2 separate regions of the Gossypium raimondii genome follow, and region 1 is linked to region 2. Evidence: chromatin contacts called from public Hi-C data. All regions are on one chromosome and are shown on one strand. The core of a region is the stretch at or near the end of the contact, and the rest is flanking DNA. Distances in the headings are between cores, read along the strand shown. Region 1 holds the start of LOC105785481. Region 2 has its middle 9.0 kb from the start of LOC128032702.

Evidence for each region. A called contact is a pair of places that touch in the nucleus more often than the background predicts.
Region 1: a contact with region 2 is called in a Hi-C map of leaf, with 1.9 times the contacts expected there. The contact joins the promoter of LOC105785481 here to the enhancer-like site in region 2. A contact is called at or near these places in 2 of 2 Hi-C or Micro-C datasets (both in leaf).

The regions. Positions count from the first base shown.
Region 1 is chr1:25,772,538-25,776,225 of ASM2569854v1, forward strand. LOC105785481 reads right to left here and starts at 1,429. Exons shown (of 1, transcript XM_012611585.2): 1 at 530-1,429. The coding sequence starts at 1,429. The coding sequence ends at 530.
Region 2 is chr1:25,388,931-25,392,823 of ASM2569854v1, forward strand. No RefSeq gene overlaps it. Among protein-coding and RNA genes, the nearest start is that of LOC128032702, 9.0 kb to the right of the region's middle. Within about 2 kb of position 2,506, the one cell type or tissue checked has open chromatin away from gene starts, as enhancers often do. A contact at or near this core is called in leaf, where this site is marked.

The DNA of each region.
Region 1 (3,688 bases), core at 179-2,678, 380 kb after region 2:
AATCCTACATCAATCGAGTTACTAAATATTTAATTTCAAAAGTTTAGGGACAATAAAAAATTAATAGTTGGGTGACGAAAATAGAATGGAAGGCATAGTTGGGTGATCGTTTATAATTTACCCATAAAAATAACTTTTAGTATTTTTCATGTCATAATTTAATAGAAAATTTAACTGAGGGACTAATTTACAGATTTTGAAATGTATAAAGGTTAATTTACCTTTTTTTTTTAAGAGAAGGGCTGAAATGCTATCCATCCGTAAGTATAAGTGATTCCTAGTATATACAACACTTAAATTCCAAATAGCATAGTTTAATTATAAAAGAAAGAGATAGACATTGAAGTAGTTCCATTTACAATTCAATCTCTACAACTCTAAAATTTAATTTCCTCCACTCCCAAGTTAAGCATGTAAATTTCTTATAAACAGAAGATTAACATCTTCTTCGATATTTCAAAATCTAATAACACCCCCAAAAAAAAAATACTTTAGATATATTAATAAAAAAACCAATCTAATTAATAACTTAGTCAAGATTCTTACAAGCACATATCAATAATGAGAATTCACCTCTTTCTTGATGTTCTCCAAATTTGGCGTTTTTTTCTTCTAACCAAAGCCTGCTATCTAATCCACTCCTTGTCCTAAACATGAAAACAGCACACTTTGATGTTCGGTTAAAGAGCCAATCATGCAAATCCCACATCATATCTATCAATAATCCATCCAAAAAGATCACTTGATTCCCTCTGAAATTCCACCTCAATCTCTTCACTTGAAACACCTTCTTTTTATCAATGGTGACACACAATTCAGGGTTTCTCCAAACCTTTTGTTTTTCTTCATATTCTTCATTGCATTTGATTAAAATTTCATGAACCAATCCTTCCTCACAAAATTGAGCCTTGGTTGAAAAAACACTAGTGGTGCCTATGAAAACTTCAGTCCTTGAAACCAATGAAAAATTGGATGTTGCCTTTTCCTCATTGTTGGTATGAATTATATCCCCAAGAGATAGACAAAGTTGGGAGTCAACTAAAACAAAAAGTGAAAACCTGGTGCTTGGTTCGGGTCCATTCATATACTGAGCATTGGAAACATCCCAAAAGACTTCAATCTCTGAATTGCAAGCTTTGAAGGTTTTGCTGCCTTTGTTCTTTGAAAGATGGTGGGAATTGGGATCGAATTTCGATGGGGTTTCGCCAACCGCGATTGTTAGGCCTCGGCCTAGGAGATTGTTGCACCATGTGAGGGCGATGAGGAGGTTTCTTTGAGAGGAGATTTTAGCTTTGTATATACATTTTACAGTGGTTGGAGTTGAAGGGGTAAAGCTGGGGGTGAGACAAGGTTGATTTGATGGCCTTGAACAATAAGAATCCGACACTTTGATAGCATGTTCATTGTAACAAGATGCTATGCTCCTCATTGTAAGAGAAAATCCCAGAAAGAAATTGGAAATTTTAGGCCTTTCCCCCCCTCTTCTATTGGAATAAATGCTGGTGAGACAGAGGCTTAAAGAAAGACGCCTTTTAACTCTTCCTTCCCTCAGCCACAAGAAAAGTGACTCATTGTTTAGTTACTCTTCCTTGTCAATGGCTTTTAAAAGAAACATTTTGCAATAAAAGCAAGTAAACGGGACTTTAAAATTATTCTAATTAAACCTTTGAGCCTTTGGGTGTTTACTGCCAGTTTAGATCTGTCATGAAATATATGTTACACGTGAAATAATTTTTACATGGCATTGACAATTTAGATTTAAAATGTTATAAAATATATAGCACTAAAATTTTAATTTTCTTAAATTTTAATCATACAATTTATTTTTGAATAACTTAATTTTAAGTTTTTCATACAATATATACTCGAATGTTTAAACTTTGATACATGTATTTTAAATATATTCCAAATTGAAATAATATTTAACAATGAATAAGTTGACAAAATAATCTTATTGATATGATAATAGTATTTTGAGAGCTATTTTAAATTTATATCCATTTGTAAATATTTAATACAATTAATCTTTAAAATATTAATTACTCTTAGAAGGATTGTTTATTTGGAAACTTTTTAACGGAATTTTCTCCTTAAAAGAATTGGAAGATGGAAGGTGGAAGAAATTGCTATTCTCTGTGTTATCCCATGTGGACTGTTTTCTTTTTTTAATTAATTGCTAGTGGAAAATGGAATTAAAATGTAAAAAAGAAAACAAAAAAACTGAAATCCATGTCCCTAGGTGAAGCCAGGAGTGTTCATTAAATACGATTCTTCTTTAACCTTATAAATTTTGCTTTCAATGAAAATTAAAGGGCAAACGTCATTTACTTTTTTGTTCTTTAGCTCCATGTGCCTCTTGATTAGAATAATTAAGAATCTAATTAAATTAACATCAATTAAACTTTTGACCTTGATCCCACGATAAAAATATATAACTTTAAATTCTTAATAAATAAACTGAATATAATATACGATAAAAATGATGAGAATAATAATAACCAAGTTGAAGTTGAAGCCGTAAGGTAAAACAAAAGGAATTTGATGAACACATGGGATTGAGGGTTTACTGGGAATGCAATTGGGCCTCAATTGATGATAGTGATATTCTTTTGGTCCTACAAAATTAAAATCTGTCTTCAGATTCACCTACTAACAGCTAAAGAGTAAAGGCAACGATGGGTGAAGTTATCCCATTTACTCCCGCACCTATCAGTTACGGAATATATCTCTACAACTGTTATTAATTTGTTGTTAAATTGCAATATAGCTCCCCATTTAATGATTACATATGCTAACCGTTTTTATCATGGTACTGAATTCTGTTTCGGTACTGTTTGTACCGGTCGGAACGTTTCATTTTGGTAGTAAACTGAAATAAACTTCAAGTTTCGTTCCGGTGTAAAATCCAGTCTATACCGATGTTTACTGGTTGATTTTGTCTATACCGGTGGGTACCAAAAAAATAATTTTAAAATATATCTTAAACCTAAAATTTTTATTATTTATTTTAGATTTTTTGAATTATGGATTGTTGTATGCATAGTATGAGATGATCTTATTGTTTAATTTATTGAATAATTTTGTTCATGTTTATTTTGAGTTTGTTTGATGATGGATTGTATTTGTGGAGCTTATTAAAGAATATTTTATGTAATTTATGTATATTTTATATTTGAGATTTATTTAATCTCATTATTTGATATTTGAAAATATTTGTGTATACATATATCAAATATTTTAAAAAATAATGATAAATCCAAACAATACACCAAAATAAATCGATACCGATATTTATCAATTTTAATAATGTAATCTTTATCGATACAATACTTACTACTGAACAAAAATCAATCGTCCAATCGGGAATCCTTTTCACCAGCTAAGAACAGATTGTATTAAGATGATCTTCAGAAAGTTTGATTGATATCTTTAGTTTATTAAATATTTTACTAATGATGGTAATTGTTGAAATTAACCTTCTCCAATAAAATATAATTTTATTAATCTTAACATATCCTAATGATATTTATTATGAAAATTTTAGTTTATTATTAAATAATTCGTAATTTAATCTCTTTAAATTCTAAATAATATTAATTTATTTTAAATAAAATGATTACATTTATTTTAAAATTAATATATGATTAAATATAAAATAAGTTTTACACATTTAATGTATTTATTTTAA
Region 2 (3,893 bases), core at 1,256-3,755:
AACATCGTCCTTTTATAAGATATATATAGGCCCTAATTTGACTATTCAAATTCAGCAGCTACACTAGCTTTTATCACAACTTAAAATTCGGTTATAACTTTATGATGGGCAACCAATAAATCATGACTCTTCACTTGATTCAGATAGCTAAAAAGTCATGTCTCTTCATTTGTTGAAAGCTTAATGTTCCATGATTGTGCTGTTTAGTGTCCCTTTATCTCCCTTATGACCAAATGTTATGTTGCTTGACATTCATCTCTTTTAATGGCTCCATAATGATCCTTAAGGGCATGAAATCAATCAGATTTTGAAGAGTCACTCATGATTCATTTGAACAACCACCGTAATGAGCTTTAAATGAATGAAATCGATTAGACTTGAAGAGTTATTCTTAGTCCTATAAATAGTCACCTACAAGATAAATAATTAGACAAACATTGACAACTTTTCATATTCATATTCACCTAAAATATTTAACTTAAAACACACATATTTATGATTGAAATCAGCATAATGTAAATACACACATGCATTTATTTATGAACATGTAACTCCAACCTATGCTTAAATATAATTAACATATAAGATGCATAAATGCATGGCTTAATTAAAATGCAAACTTATTTTCATAATGTACATAATTAAAACACAAACTTAATTAACATATGAGATGGTTTTATGCATGACTTAATTAAATGCAAAATACATAATGCTAGACACAATTAAAGATGCAGACATACAATGCAAGACATAATTTAAAGATACAAACTTATTAAACTGAAATGAAACTTAATTAAAGCCTTCTTAAACTGTCTCATGATTAACCAAACCCAATGGAGGTCTCATTCAACTCTTGGATCAGCATTTGACTTGGTCTTGGCCAATCAGAACATAATTAAGTTGGGCTTGTTCCCAATGTCCACACATAGGCCCTTTAAACTCTTCTTTGACCCACTTTGTTCGCCCCCCATAGTTGACCTAATTGGTAAACACAAATGATCAATCTTTGTTCTAGCTATCTCAAGAAGATGTGGTTCATGGAAATTCGGCCCAACTTCAAATTGTTTCACCTTGGCAAGAATTGATTCAGCCTTGGTGGGCAGAATCACATCATCTTGTATCATTTACTTATCGATATTAGTCCTCTACTCATGGGTTTTTTCGAAAAGGTTTTTACGTAAAATTTGTATGTTTTTATTTTTATTTTTCTTATTATTTTGAGATCATTCTATTACCATTATTGACGTCTATCATAACAATATGTTTAGGGTTTAATCTTACATATCATTAATATAAAATGTACATTATAATAATGTAATTGTATATAGGGTTAGTAATCTTAAATAATCTACCTTAATTATATAATGTTAATTGTATATATTATAATCTACCATAAAATGAGTTACATGTTTAATGTTTAGGTACATATCATTAATAAAATAATACAAATTATAATATCATAATTGTATAACAATATTATTATACATTCATAATTTACATATATATATATATAACAATTGATATATTATATGTCCTCAAACATGTATGTATACAATTATTTATAATATAACATGTATTGAATATAATTAAGTGATATTAGAAAATAAATTTATATTATAATATTTATTTTAATTATATAAATATTAAATAATTTTTTAAAGTAATTTAACTAATCGAGTTAATAAAATAATAAAAAAGCAGTGAAAAATTTAGGAATTACAATGGTCTCATCTCATTGTTTGCTTAAGTTTACAAATAAAAAATAAAATTTAGAAGAAGCTACATGACATTTAAAAGAAGACGAAATAGTTAATTTCAATTTTATTATTAATTAGTATATTTATTTTATAAAAAAATATTTTTATTATATTTTTATATATTAATTATTAACTTTTGTAAATTATAACTAATGTTTAAGAGCAGTATTAGTAGTTAAAACATGGTTTTATGTATAAGAGGTCTTGGGTGCAAACTTGTTAGAAGGGGTCTATTTGCATCCGCTTTGAATCCGTAAAATTTGAATTGGATAAATCCGAAATTCGAATTGCCATCCCTATTAAAGCTATAAAGCTTTGGGACTTGAGCTTAGCAATAACTTTCACCTTGAGGTGTGAACTTTTTTTATCCAAATTAGTCATTGAATTTGATAAATGTTTCTATATTGGGATATGGACTAGACAATTGCTCTCACATTGGAATTTTAATTTTTTTATTTAAATTAATCCCTAAACTTAAGAATTGTTTTCATATTGAAGTCTGATATTTGACAATTATTCTCCCATGAAAGTCTAAACTTTAAAATTTTGAAGGAAACATTAAAGATTAATTTAGATAAAAAAAAATACATACCCAAAGTGAGAATAATTTCGAATTCCGTATTCCAAAAGGTAATAGAACCATTGAACTCTTGAAAGAAAAGGGGAAGGAAATATAATGGCCTGGAGAGCCCATCCTGGAAAAAAGGGGCTCACTTAGAAAGCACTTGTTAGAGTGTATATGAGCCAGTTATGTTGAGTAAAGTGGGCTGATATTAAAGGCCTAATTGAGGTAGCAAGTTCCAGAATTGGGGTAGATCCTGAATGAATTCATTGAATTGAAAGTTGATGGGATATTTAATGGTTGAAAGCAAGATACTTTGCCCAATAAAAAGAAACTCCCATAACTTTAATTAATTAATGCTTGAATCAAAGCCTTTAAACATTTCTTATGTTTCATGATTAAGCTTTCCAAAGGTGACAACTCACTCCCACAAATCGATAAGACAACTTTTAACTACAATTCAACCCTATAAAACAAAAAACATTGGCATTGGGTTGCCAACCCCTACTCCTCTTTCTTGGGTGTTTTCCGGGCTCCGGCTAAGTAATCAACCCGTGGTCTCTCCCCACATAAAGTGCCCAACCGAAGTGACACTGTCTAAAGTATCTTATTATCATATATATATTTTATAATTTGACATATTATATATAAAAATTTAAACTTATAATGATTAATTGTTTACATAATTCTTCGACTTTCAACCATTTAAAACTTTTGAAAAGTGTAATTGTATTAATTATTTAAACATGTAATATATATATCTACAAACAATTATATTTTTAATTAAACAAATATTTACACTTAAATTTAATTTTGTTTGACTTTTTAAAACATCCTAAAATTTTAGAGGTAAAATTTAGATAAAATCCGTCCACCCCAATATATTGACTAATATGTTTTATAACTATTTTATATTTTTAATTATTATTTTTAGTTTATAAGAATATATAACATATATCTTGATTCTAAAAATATTTATATATTTTTATTATAATTTTTAGCTATTATAAAATTTTATAAATATATATGACTTGATTTTTAAAAACTAATATACTTTTAGAATATTATATAAAATTTCGGTATGAATTAAAGAAACCATTCTAGAGCCGAGTTGAAAACAGTATTAAAATATATTAAATAAAGTTCACACAACATTAATTTAAGTGTATATAAATAAAAATATAGTTCAACTCAGCTGTGATCTTAGTTTTGATTCACCAGGTCAATATTTACTATATAACCAATTGTGATAGTATCTATGTCGCTCACAATCACACTTAAATCCTTGATCTAAATGTCACAAATTGAAATATGTGTTTCTCAGTGTAATTATTGAGCAATCCCATCTATCATGCATGGGGTCGATACCCATCATTCGAAAGGTGCCCCCACATTTGGATCTCGATGAATAGAAATTTCTTATCATAGGCTGCAATATTGAAATGAAGATATGGAGGAGACATAGTCTCATTGAATACACTTGCTTTCCAATAGCCTTATATCTTTAAGTGGACCCTTTTTATAATGATGGTTGCGAAAATTTTGCTCTTACATTTTGCTGCTTTGCATGCCAT